Regions from separate parts of the Gossypium arboreum genome. Here region 2 is linked to region 1. A link is a contact called in public Hi-C data. All regions are on one chromosome and are shown on one strand. Each heading gives the region's core, a stretch centred on a gene start, on an enhancer-like site or on the middle of the called end of the contact. The rest is flanking DNA. Distances are from core to core; before and after follow the strand shown.

Region 1 (6,987 bases), core at 2,279-4,778:
TGTAACCTTAAAGATATAAAAAGAAACCTACCCTTTGTTTTAGACTCTTATTAGCTTCATTAAGTAGATGTTCCTGCATTAAAGAGAGTGAAAAATAGTTGCATTGGTGGAAGAGACAACAACAAATTAATGGCTTTCAAATTATATAAGATGATGGGATACCTTTCGTTGCAGATCAGTGAGCTGATCAAGCATGTATTGGGTCTACAACAGAAATAGTCAAATCAGATCCATAATTCAATTTTTCATTGATTAGTGAATGCAGTTTCTGTTATGAAATGAGCATTGAAAGTAGAGGAGAATGGAGTGAAAGTACCCGCGTTGATCTTATCAGCTTTAATGAAGAATCAAGCTGCCTCTCAAGTGACTCAAGCTCTTTGCTGCTCAAAGGCCCCAGATCTTCTCCAAGTAAATTCCTAACCAAATATATCAACAATATGTTTTCATCTTCAATCATGTATCATATATTTAATGATTACCAACAATTTGGGCCATTTCAAAGGTTGCTCACTCACCTTTGGGACCTTTGTAAGGCTTCATAACGTGCTTTAAGCTTCAGATATTCCTGCTGGCTGCTTAGCTCCTACAGACACATCATGAAATTTGCATTTATTCCCACAAAACTACACATTTGCAGCCAAGTTTAGCATTGATAGACAGGTTAATTACTATGTATTACTTCATTGTTTCAATCATCATCTAGCTGAAAAATGTAAGCCAAATGCATATAATGGCTAATCTTAAGAAACAAGCAACAAAAAACAAAACCAAGCCAAAACTCTAAGGTAAAATGTTGTATTAGGTAAGAAACCTTAGTAGGGAGATCAAGTAATATGCTTTATAAATATAAAGTAAGTAGAATTATGAGAAAGATGCAATGTTATGGATCTCTATGGGAGAGATGAGCTTTGTAGAGATATGAGGAATAGTTTGGTTACACACTGGATTAATGAGCTAACATGTATTCCATATAGGGAGCATAGAAACTCCAAAGAAGAAAAAACCAAGGCAGTGTTTTCAAATCTCAGTTGGCAGAGATGAGTAGCATATTACCAGAGCCTCCCTAGTTGAAACATTTGTCTCTGGTGCTCCATGGCTGCACTTCTGGTACCTCTCCAATGTTTTCATCATGCTATATATATATATATCAAGGTAAATGACTAAATGTTAGTTCAAGGATACAACACATTCATAAACACAATATTCGAATGGTTGAAATTGGAGCTGTATGTTGAAAAGATAAATCCAAAAACAATTATCAAAGTTCAATTAAAAAAGATGGGACAAAAAAAGTAATAGAAGTTCAAAAATCAGCCATTGAGGATACATCATTTAACAACACACTGACAATAAAGATAAAAAGGATAATATTTTAAAAATAATAATAATAAAATGCTGTTAAAAAGAAAAATGCTCACTGTATCACAAAAGTTTTTATTTTTATTTTTAAAATTTTAAGAGGAAGTAATTAAAATGAAAGCAATCTTTAATTAGTTTTTTTCTTGGTACAATAAATTGGATGGTTTAATTATTCACCAAATGTTGGGAATCAGAACTTGTTCCTTATTATTTAATTAATGATCCAATGTTTCCAAAACACCTTACTTAAACTAAGCTTTTAATTAAACTTACAAATCATCAAATTATACTTGTAATGACGATGAAAAAGAGATTAATTAACACAGGCAAACTGTGTATTAATTAATTAATAAACGTAGTACTACTAATCACATAATAATCAATACATTTGCGTTAATTAATATTCTAGACCAGTGGAATTAAGACAAGCAGCGCTCATGCAAGTAGATCAATTGAAAGAATTAAAAACATCAAATATTTCAGCCTTCTAAACGAAATTTAGATTTTAAAGCGAAGGAAAAGAAAGTTGAAAACCCTAACATGGGGGGCAGCAGCTTTGGGAGAATCAAAACCTTAGAAACTCAGAAGCATTGATGGAGATGTACCCTTTTAAGTGATCCATTGAAATAGATCGCAGACATGATAGAATCCATTGGAAAGAAGGAAGTTGGTTTGTAAGAAAGAAAAGACACATCTGAAAAAGTAGAAACGACAGGCTGAAATCTCTTGTTTGTCTTTACTGTTTTGATTTTGTTTTTGTAACATCTCAAACAGGTATCCTTGGGTTTTTTTTATCTGTTTTGTTTTAGAAAAATAAACCAGGTTGAAGTCTGCTTTTAGATATGGGATTAAGTTTGAAACTTTAAAATAAAACCCTAAGCTCAGATCGTGTAAATTTATGAGCTCATCGAAAGCTTTCTTTCTGTTCTTTTTTTTTCCTTTTATCTAAATAAGCTTTTGGTTGTTTATATGAGAAATTAATATACATGATCTATAATGATTTAAGAGGAAAAAAACAGGATCTAATCAAAGCTTGAACGAGAGAAATTAAAGAAAGAATAAAAGTATTCAAAGCTAATCTGCAAGAGATCTTTAAAGAATAAAAGTATTCAAAGCTAATCTGCAAGAGATCTTTCAGCTTCTTATGTTAAACATGAAAGACGTTAGATCGGAGATTTTAAAAACAAACTTGTAGTTAATATATATATAGATTTTAAAAACAAACTTGTAGTTAATATATATATATATATATATATGTAAGGATGAAAGAGGGGAAAGGAAAGGGGTGATAAAACCAAAGAGATCAAAGAAGGAAGAGAAGAAATTAAAGTGGGAATATATATATATATATATACACAAGAGAGGGATGTTGTCTTTTGACGATTTAGAATTGCAGATCTAACATCAAGAAGAAGAGGAAAAACACACAGGCAAACGCCAAGACATTCACCAAAACGGCAAAACTCAAACATAGCTTTATATTATAAAATTTCACTCTTTTCTCAAAATTTTCTCCCATAACTTGAATACCCCAAAATCACACCCAAAACAGCAAAAAAAACCCTCCTCTTTGAACCCCCAAAAGTCAGAAATCAAAGCAAGCAAAAAGAAAGAAGCGAGAGCTTGCGTTGTTTTACGAAAAAAAAAAACCCTTAGTATAGTAGTAGGAGGAGGAGTAGTGTGTTGGTTTTGGGGTTTTGAAAGAGGGTACCAAAAAAGAAAAAAGGTGAAATAGTTTTGGTGATACCTTGAACTACTGCAAAACTCGTACAGTTTTCCCCTATTGGAGAAGATGATGAGAGCAACCTCTGCATCACAAAGAACGGAAAGCTCATAGGCTTTCTTCAAAAGCCCATTCCTTCTCTTAGCAAAAGTTACTTGCCTGTTAATCTTGTTCTCAATTCTCTTCAACTCAACCCTACCTCTCCCCATTCTTTTTTTCCCCAATAAAAATATTATCTTTGCAATACCCCCAAACACTCTCTCTTTAACACTTTTGTTCTTCTTCTTGCTTTTCTCTCTATTTATTCTGTCATGGATGATACGCTTTCGCTAACAACTTCATCCATCATGTAATCAGAATTAACCCCCCCGCCCCCCCCAACAAACAAAAAAAACTTAAACCTTTTGCTTTGTTTTACGCACTAAACAAAATGATAAGACAGCCTAAACAAAAAGGATTTTCCTTTAGGTATATTATATCTCCAAGGGACCTACTTTCTTTTGTACCTTTACTTAAGCTTCACCCATTGCCCGTTGGATCAACCCCATCCAACGGTGCGAAACAAGCAACAGCCAAAGACGAAGAAGCTGAGAAACCTTAACCAGTCAATGCAAAAGGATCACTGCCACACTGCTACGTGTCGAATGGAGAAGTACATAGACTTGTAATGATCCAACTGACCATTTTAGGGTTCGGGCAATCGTATGACCTAACCTTAAGAAGGTGAACCCTCCGCAATCTGTTCCCTTCTATTTACGTAATTACCCTTCTGCTTGGTCTTTTTAATTTTTAAGACAAATCCTTGTCTTGCAATCTTCTAACGTAATCCTAATATGGTTAACTTAATTAATTAATTAGCAGCATGTCGTGATGATGTCATGGATCATAGAACAATGTTTTTTCATAAGAATAAAGCCTTGATTTTTTACTATAATAAGTTTTATCTTGGTATTGTATACAAAGGAGTGTGCATGCTGAGATTACTGGAGTTGTGGAGTCAAATCCATAACTTTAATGATGATAACAAGAATTGCATGATTAGAGGCGAAGCAAATGTTACTGAGAGAGATAAGAAAAGCTGAAAAGAGCAAAATATATGTATCTATGTATATATATATTTTTAATTAGTTCGAAGGTTGGAGAGTTTTGAAGGAATTAAAGGAGAAGCTTGCTAATTGTGGTTCTCACATTAATTTCTTAATTCCCCCCCTCCCTTTGTACATTTTGCAAGGAATTATTGAAACGATTGCATATGTTAGCTGCTGTATGTGATTATTTCATATAAATGACCCAAACCCTTATGATTTAGTTTCTTTTTAACTCATTTTGCATTAATTTAATGTAATTACGTCGAACATTATTTGGAATTTAGAAAAAGGATCAAATACGAAAAAATTTAATTTTTAAATAGTTATTTCTTATACTTATATATGAATATACATTGAACACATGATAGCTAGTATGGTTTCATGATTTTATGCATCAATTTGCAATATTTTTCATACTTTCGTGCATCATTGCGTCCTATTATATGGTCCATGTTTTTGTTGGTGTTAAGTATGACTCTTATTTCAGTCAAATTTGAGAAATAATTTTTTAGTTAAACTCTGTTTATTTGTTTTAATCAAACACTAATTAGTTTAGATTATTTTATTATTATTTGGCCTATGAATTTAGCCTATAAATAGGCTCTTTTACAATCTTAGAAAATACACCCATTAGATATTAGAACTCATAACACATTTAGAGAATTTTGTATTTTTGTTTTGAGGGTTCTTTATTTTCGGGTTTTAGGGGTTTAATTTTTATCTCCATCTTTTGTACTCTTTGTTTTGCCATTATAGTAAAATTATTTTTGACCGTGGTTTTTTATCCTCTTTGGAGGGGTTTTTCCACGTTAAATTTGTGTGTTCAATTTCTCAATTTATTCCGCTATTTTTTTTCTTGTTGCTTAATAGGGTCGATCCTAACAAGTGGTATCAGAGCTAGTTCAATATTCATAGATCAGCCCATTTAGATATGGCAACAATAAGGTTTGAAATTAAGAAGTATGATGATGAGACAAATTTCAATTTGTGGCAAGTTCAGATGATTGCAATTCTAGTTTAAACCGGCTTGAAAAAGGTTGTTACCGAGAAAAAGCCTGAGAATCTAAATTAAACAGAATGGGAAGAGCTTGATGAAAAGGCCTTATTTGCAATCCAGTTATGCATCGTGAATATGGTATTGCAGGAGGTATTGATGGAGAAAACCTCATTTTCCTTGTGGAAAAGGTTAAAAACTCCTTATGCGACCTTATTTGCCTTGTGGAAAAGGTTAAAAACTCTTTATGCGACTAAATTTCTGGCTAACCGTTTAGTGTTTAAACAAAGTCTATTTACATTTCGCATGAACGAATGTGAGCTTCTTAGAGATCACATTAGTCAATCCATTACTCTTTTAAATTATTTAAAGAATGTTGAGGTTCATATTGACGATGAAGATCAGGCTATGCTCTTATTGTGCTCTTTACCCCTTTCATATAAGTCTTTCAAGGAGACCCTGATTTATGGCAGAGTCAAACTCTCGTTTGAAAATGTGAATGGTCATTTGTTGAGTAAAGACAAACTCAACAATGAGTTTGGTTTGGATAGTAAGGCAGATAAGCAAGTTTCCGTTTTGGTAGCATCAAAGAAATTAGAGAAAAGGTGTCGCTATTGTAAAAAGTTAGGTCACGTCAAAGCAGATGGTTATAAACTGCGAAATAAAAGAGCTGCTGAGAGTAATGAAGAAGATGTAGCTGGTGTTAATTTGGCTGATGAAAGCGGTGATGATTTCTTGTTAGTGTCACCGAGCGATAACTCCAAGCTCACGTCTAAGTGGATCCTAAATTCGAGATGTTCTTTCCATATGTGTCCCAATAGAGAATGGTTCTCCACATACAGTTAAGTTGAATGTGGAGTTGTGAGCATGAGAAACGATTCATCTAGTAAGGCAATTAGTATTGGTACTGTTAAAATTAGGATACATGATAGGACGATTAGGACACTCTTAGATGTCAGGTATATACTTAATTTACGAAAGAATATCATCTCATTAAGTATTTTAGACTTGAAAGGATGCAGAATCAACATCGAGTGAAGCGATATTAAAGTATCTCGTGGAGCTCTCGTTTTGTTAAAAGGTAAAAGAACTAGCAGTCTTTGTATTCTAGAAGGTTCTACAGTGATCGGTGAAATCGGATATCCCTTGTCCATTATAGAGTCGAAGTCAACTCGTTTGGAGCAGAGGCAACTTGGTCATAGGAGGGAAAAAGGCATGACCATTTTGTTGAAGAGAGGTTCTCTTTTGGATACAGGTTTTGAAAAGTTAGGGCGCTGTGTTCGTGAAAAGCAAGCCTGGGTTAGTTTGCAGTGTGCAAGTCGAAGGCTAGAAGTCTTCCAGTTTCTAAGCACAGGTTTGACTCAGTTAATTCCCTGCATGGTTCAAGATAGGCTCGTAGAAGGCTTTGGCAAAGATGGCGTTGTGGAAATATGAGTCAAGGTGGAGATTTGTTAAGTATGACTCCTATTTCAGTCAAACTTGAGAAATAATCTTTTAGTTAAACTCTGTTTATTTGTTTAAATCAATTTTAGTTAAACTCTGTTTATTTGTTTCAATCAAACACTAATTAGTTTAGATTATTTTATTATTATTTGACTTATGAATTTAGCTTATAAATAGGCTCTTTTACAATCTTAGAAAATACACCCATTATATATTAGAACTCATAACACATTTAGAGAATTTTGTGTTTACGTTTTGAGGGTTTTTGTTTTCGGGTTTTCGGGGTTTAGTTTTTATCTACATCTTTTGTACTCTTCGTTCTTTTGCCATTATAGTAAAATTATCTTTACTCTTGATTTTTTATCCTTTTTGGAGGGGTT
Region 2 (6,987 bases), core at 1,740-4,239, 510 kb after region 1:
AGCTGAACTTATATCGGTTTTGACTTTCACCGCCCCAGTCGAAGAATCGGTCATGGATGTAGTGGAAAATATTTGGGGGCCGCTGAATAGTAAATATCTACTCCCTGCATTAAGAGTCTAATTCTTATCAAAATACATCACAAATAAGCCATTGCATGAGAATATGAAGGCATACCTGGGGGATTTGAAAGTAAGCTTCCAGAATTTACAGTCAAAGCATTAGGTTGAGGCTTTCTCCGCCGTCTGTTGTGTCCATCTAGACGCTTCCGGCAGCTTCGTTTCCCTTCGTCAAACTCCACTAACGAATGAAACCTAATTACATTGCATTCACCAGAAACAAACTCTTTCCATTTATGAAACAAAATAAGCTAAGAATGAAAGCATGGGATAAAATCTTGCAAAGGAGCAAATTAAATTAGAACATTTATCGATTCCATTAACTTTCATGATGCATCACAAAAGAATTTCTCACTTGATAGAATTAATTTCGATCATGAAAAAGGAGAGTTTTAGCGGAGACTAAACAGCTTATCGATTCTAATCTCAAGATAAACAAATCATACTCATAAACCTTAAAACACAAAGGAAATACCCAAATTCGGAGTAATAACGCATTGCTAAGCAAGAATCGATCCATATAGGGAAAAATCAGCAGATGAGGAGGCAATGGAAAAAAGTAAAATGATTGAGGAAAGCAAAATCTATTGAACTCCATGTTCAATCTGCATAAAGCGATTCAATTGTTACCTGCTGCACTGCTGACAAAATCGTTGTTCTTGACCCCTAATTGAGACTTTTGGGGTTTTAGAGTGGACTTCGCATACTTTATGGCGTCGATGGTAGTCCCTGCATTTGCTGAGGTCCGCAGTGCAACCATCAACCAAGCATGAAGGTACTTGGTTTCCGAAACCAGGCGGCCGAGCCCTTTTAAACGAAGCAGATGATGGTGCTGATTCCATCAATGGCACCCTTCACAGTAATCTTCAGAATAACCAAAACTCTCAAATCCAACAATGGCTGGCGATTCCTAATTCACCTGCTGAGTTACAATGGACTTTAAACACCTCAATATCGCTGCAAACATTACAATGTCTTCTTATTTCTTGTTCTTCAGTCCCATCACCTTAATCAAACTATAACGTAAATTCAAGCCCCTCTTAAAATCGTTCCTTAGAAACAAATAATGGGACTTAAACCAAATCTAGAAAAATGTTAAATTTATACTTCGGGGAGTTGGGTTTTATTAAAATATATTGGGACTACAAAGTTTGTTTCTTTTTTTGGGTCATTTCAAGATGAAGAACAAGAGGAAGGGGATGATTGGTTGGGTTGGGTTGGAAACTCATAAAAATGATCCATCCATCCGCCTACTATAAATGACTCATCATATATGACCAAACTAAAGAGTCGTTGACAATTAATACTTACTACTTAATAAGTTTAAGTGGAAGAAATGAAATTTTGAATTATAACTTGAAAAATTTTGAATGGGAATGATGGTGCAAAGTTGTAAATGTGTCAAAAGAGTCATGAACATACTTGCTATTACAATGGGAGAAGTATAAAAAGAAGTCTAATGTTGACTCTTCCATTGTCCTGTTCAGCCATGTTATTATGATTCATATAAGAGCAAAACATGACTATATTTAAAAATTTCAAGATGTTTAGCAATTTGAATGATCTTAATGAATCTCATTATCTGTGTTTGTTGTTTTATAAATATGTGAATATTAAAAAGAAACTATAAAACATCATACATTTGTCAAGGAAAAGAGTGTGAAAGGAAAGGAAGGCGGTCTTAATGGTAATAGGCCCCCTACCTTTTATGATATTTAAAGTTAAATTTATCTTTTTTTTGAATTTTAATAGGTAACATGGCTTTTGGGAATTGAATTTAAAAATAAGACATTGGAAATGTTGTAAACAGTGTGACATCAATGGAGTGGCACTCGCATCCCAACCACAAGTAGCATGGAAGATATTTTTGGAAAACAAAGAAAGGCCTTTGCCACAATATGTGTTTTTCTTTTTCCTTTTTATATTGAAACAAAACACTTAAAACTTTTTAAAATCCCAATTGGGCTTAAATAATAATTCGTTGGAAATGTTGAACTTGTATTGAACCCCAAAAAAAACATGTTAGTAATTGTATTTTTGTTCTTAGGTTAAGTGGGTATTTCCCAAAGTAGAGACTTTTTCACTTTATAAAGTTGGAGCAAAGGTTGGTGAATATACTAAACCCCGTTGATTTACTAAAAAGGGGGGGGGAAGACCATATGGGTCTTTTTCAACCGTGACATATAGTTATCATTGCAACGACCAGAAGAAACCACTTTAGTTTACTATTAAATACATTTATTTAATTTTTATAAAATTGATATATAAGATTTAAAAATATAATAAAATATTTTTATATCACGGCTATTTTATTTATATTTTTAATATTGTTTAAGGTTCAACCCACGTATATCTCAAACAGTAACAAATGTTAATTTTATTAAAATAAATTTAGTAGATAAGTAATAAAGAGACCTAAACTTTCTCCCTAAAACAACCCTACGATTTTTATTAGCATAAAGTATAGAGTTACATCAAATTTCTTAAAAAGAATGAAGCACTTTGAATTAGTATTTTGCTTACCATATATAAAGAGGTAAGTAAAAGGGTGAAGGGGTACCTGAGAGAAATCTAGCAGAAGCTGGGCACGTTCTGCAATGATAGTTTCAGATAAGCTGTGAAAAAGGAGAAAAAAAAGTTTGAAATGGGGAGAAGTGTGAAGTGAAAAAGAACTACTTTTGAGCACAAGAACAAATAGCCATTTAAGAAAGGGATTGTGAGCTTCTTAATCTATGAAAGCTAAGCTAGGGTTAATAATTTATTCAACAATGGAGATTAAGAGAGAGAAGTGAAAGTGGAAAAGGAGATGAGCATGTAAGGTTTCCAGCTTATTTTATAGGTGTAGAGAGCTTTGAAAGTTAGAAACAAGTTGCATAATAAAATGAAACTCAATAATAATGGTTGCTGAAAAGAAAAAAGAAACGAGTGGCAAGGAAAGTGACAGGGTGTTCTAATTGCTTTTTTAAGTATCAACCTTTTATCCGGAGAGAGAGGGAAAAAAAAGTACAAAAGGCCTATGTGTTGTGTTTCACTTTCCGGTTCCGATTTTATTTGTTTGTTTGTCCTTTGCTGGATGTCTTGGTTATTTAGTTTTATTTTAATTTGATTTTATCAAATATTTTTTGTTTTTTAATTATAATTTTTCTTAAAAATATTTTTTTCCTAAATTCAATTTTAGGATGATTTGTTTTTTGTTATCTATTTTGAGGTGGGTAAGTTCAAAATTAAAAAGTGAAAAATTAAAATAATTTTTCTTTATAAAATTAGACGGTTAAAAGATTAATTATGAATTTTTAAAAGATTCTTTTATGAATTAATTTGTTTTGAATATACTTCACTATTCAATTGTATTTCAGAATTTGTTTTATTTCACATGAAAAGCACATGATTCTATTTTAAATTTTGAACCAAAACCTGAAATTCGGTAAAATAGAAAAAAGATTATATAAAAAGAAAATATTAATTTGGGTATATAATAATAAGGAAGATTATATCATATTGGAACCCAATTTTGCACCTGGGAACCTTTTATCATGCCATTAACATGACTATTGGGTTCAATTTAATTTTGGAATAAATAAAACAAAATTGAAGTGTAATATTTTGATTTTCTGTGTATTAACCCATACTTTTATTGACTTGTAATTTTGGATATGATGTTTTTCTTCATCAGTAGCAGCAACAAATGGAATAATGATTGAGTAAGAGAGGGGCATTAGGCTGTCGGCTTTAACCCTAAAAAGTCATTATATATAAGTTTTAAATAATTTGTTTACTGATTAAAACTGTTAATGTATAAAATAATACATGTTAAATTTTTAAATATTTTTTATAAAAATAATTATTTAATACACAAATGATGAAAACTTTCAACTCCACCAAGGAGATAAGATTTTGTATTATTTATTTATTTTAATTATTTAAATACAACTTAAATTCACATAAAAAAATCTCAAATTCACTTATGAAATTTTAAATATTTACAATTTATGTACCAAATACTTATTTAGAAAAAGACAAGCAATTTAACCAAAAACAAAATTTTATATTAATGTATTTAATTAGTATTTTCATTTTCATCTTATAATCACTATTATGTTTGTACTTTGTATCCAAGTAACATATTCTAATATTAATTTTAATTGCACTTATCTAGTTATTCACTTTTTGTACGTAAGTATAGTAAATTTTTTATCATTTAGTAAAATAGATATCATTAAAAATTAAATTTCAGAATATACTTTGTTATGATTAACCTAATACTTATGGGTGTCGAGTTTAATAAAATGTATTGTATCGTTAAGTTTTTTGAATCTCATTGAATTAGAATAACTATTGTAAAATTATTGAAGCATCTTGACACCGGTGAGTATCAACTCCGTGTAAAATGATTAACTTTAAATTGTAACAATATAACTTATTTTCTTAACATGTGGATAATACTTAAAACGAACTTGACACTCATGAGTGTCTAGTTCTTTGTAAAAATTAAAAAAAATATTGTACATCTTTATTTGTGGTCGATTATTTGAAAAAGAAATTACAATTTAAATTGATCTGCCACCCATGAGCATTAAGGTTCTCTTAAAACCCTAATAGAACCCTAATTCCAAAACCTATAAATAGCTCATCCAACTTCCAATCTGTAACACCCCTGTCCCATAACCGTTGCCGGAATAGGTAAGGGGCATTACCAGACAGACAGAACATTTTAGACCAATTCAGAATCACAGTTATCACATAACATTAATACATAGGCAATGATCAACAATTCATCCCTTATGATGGTCTACGAGACCTAAAACATACTTTTAAGGACAGTCGGAACTAAACCGAACACATTCATAAATTTTAGAACTCAGAAAATTTTTAATTCTGTTGAGGTCACACGTTTGTGTGACCAAGCCGTGTGCCTCACACGGGCACCAGACACGCCCATGTGAACCAACCATGCTAAAACAAGGCATACATACTAACTTTCACCCACAACCAACAGACACGCCTGTATGCTATGGTCGTGTGATACTTAGCTAGCTATTGACTTGAGCCCACGGCCATATGACACGCCCATGTGTCTTAACCGTGTGATCTTAAGAGGTTACTGCTTTGCATACACGGCCACAAGGCACGCCCGTGTTCCCTGACCGTGTGGCAAAATACAGGCTTGGTTTAAGCCAACTTGCCACCCCTTTTTGGATCATTCCTACAAGCAATATTAAACAACATTTATACTAAAATTTTCAGCCAATTCCATGTTCAACACATGCTTCATTATAACTAAATCATCACCATTCAATAACCTATTCAAATCCATACCAAAACACATTAAAATTCTTATTACAACAACATGCCAAAATGCTCATTTCATAGCTCACTTATAGCACCTTCTAACTCATGCTTAAACTTACCATTTCCTCAACTTGGTATATTTTAAAATGACCACCACATACAAGACTATATAACCATTACAAGTATACACAATTTGGCATCACAACCCATTTACCAAAACTAAGCACAAAACATACCATTTGCTAGCCAACTCTCATGGCATAACATATATATACATATCAAAGCTTAAATACATAGACATTCTAGCTTATACATGCCATACTTAAAAATATTTACATCTTAAAAGTACCAAAATGAGTTCGATAGTATGGTGATGATCCTTGACGGTCCTCGAGCTTGTGGTAGCTTCGATATCTAAAAAAAAAAAATTCAAACACACACACAAAGTAAGCTTTCAAAAGCTTAGTAAGCTTGTACTAAAATTATCAACAGTATATAAACATAAAACATTAATACATAAATATATATAAATTCTCAAATCATCTATCAAATCTATACCAATCCGATCCATAAGTAATAAACTTCACCTAGATAATGTCATCTAGCACAAAGGTATCATACATACCTGGATCTTCCCATACTTATTCACTTTCATTATTACTTCTTGCTTGAGTAATTCAAAACTTTTCGTAAATTATTCATACTTTAACATTCGCACACTTAGTGCTATAAGGGTTAGCCGAAGCTAAAATGATTCCGCACACTTAGTGCCATTTCAGTTAGCCGAAGCTAAGTTGGTATCGGATACTTAGTGCCTTATATATCCTAAGCTATTCCAACTCACACACTTTGTGCCATTTGTAGCCGAAGCTATATTAAACTGCACACTTAGTGCCAAGCATAGTCGAATAACATTATGCTCAAATCATAATCAAATATCTATACAATTTATGCATTACCAACGTATTAAAACATAGCTCTAACATCATTTATTACGTACGAACTTACCTCGCACTCGAAATTGTCGATTTGAATTGTCTACTCGATAACCTTCGACTTTCCTCGATCTAAGTCGAATTCCTCCTTTCTTGATCTATATGTTTTCAAAATTAACATTTTTATTCACCAAATAATTCAGTTCAATCCATAAACACATATTTAGGGCATTTTACAATTTAGCCCTCACATTTTCACATTTTGACACTTTAGTCCCTATTTCACAAATTCACAAAATACACATATTTGCATATACACAAGCTTAGCTGAATTCTCCTAGTAATCATACTAGTCCACACATTTCATTTGTTTCACATTTTAGTCCTTCAAAATAACATTTTTCCAATTTAGCCCAAATTGCTCAAATTCTTCGAAAATCCAAAAACAAAACATTCAAACCCAACATCAATCTTTCTTAATTCATCATATAACATCACAAAGCTCATGAATTCATCCATGGCACATTTTCAAATCATCAACAAAATCAGAAATTGAGGCATGGGCTAGTTACAATACTTAACAACGATCATAAAAACGTAGAAATTATCAAAAATCGATCAAAACTCATACCTTAATCAAGCCTTG

The links. A called contact is a pair of places that touch in the nucleus more often than the background predicts.
Region 2: a contact with region 1 is called in a Hi-C map of leaf, with 3 times the contacts expected there. The contact joins the promoter of LOC108467559 here to the promoter of LOC108487214 in region 1. A contact is called at or near these places in 2 of 5 Hi-C or Micro-C datasets (both in leaf).

What each region holds. Positions count from the first base shown.
Region 1 is chr3:24,790,177-24,797,163 of ASM2569848v2, forward strand. LOC108487214 (agamous-like MADS-box protein MADS4) reads right to left here and starts at 3,529. Exons shown (of 8, transcript XM_017791495.2): 1 at 3,107-3,529; 2 at 1,054-1,132; 3 at 516-583; 4 at 317-416; 5 at 163-204; 6 at 32-73. The coding sequence starts at 3,291.
Region 2 is chr3:25,299,616-25,306,602 of ASM2569848v2, forward strand. It overlaps LOC108467559 (squamosa promoter-binding-like protein 16), which reads right to left and starts at 2,990. Exons shown (of 3, transcript XM_017768225.2): 1 at 748-2,990; 2 at 176-312; 3 at 1-104. The coding sequence starts at 959.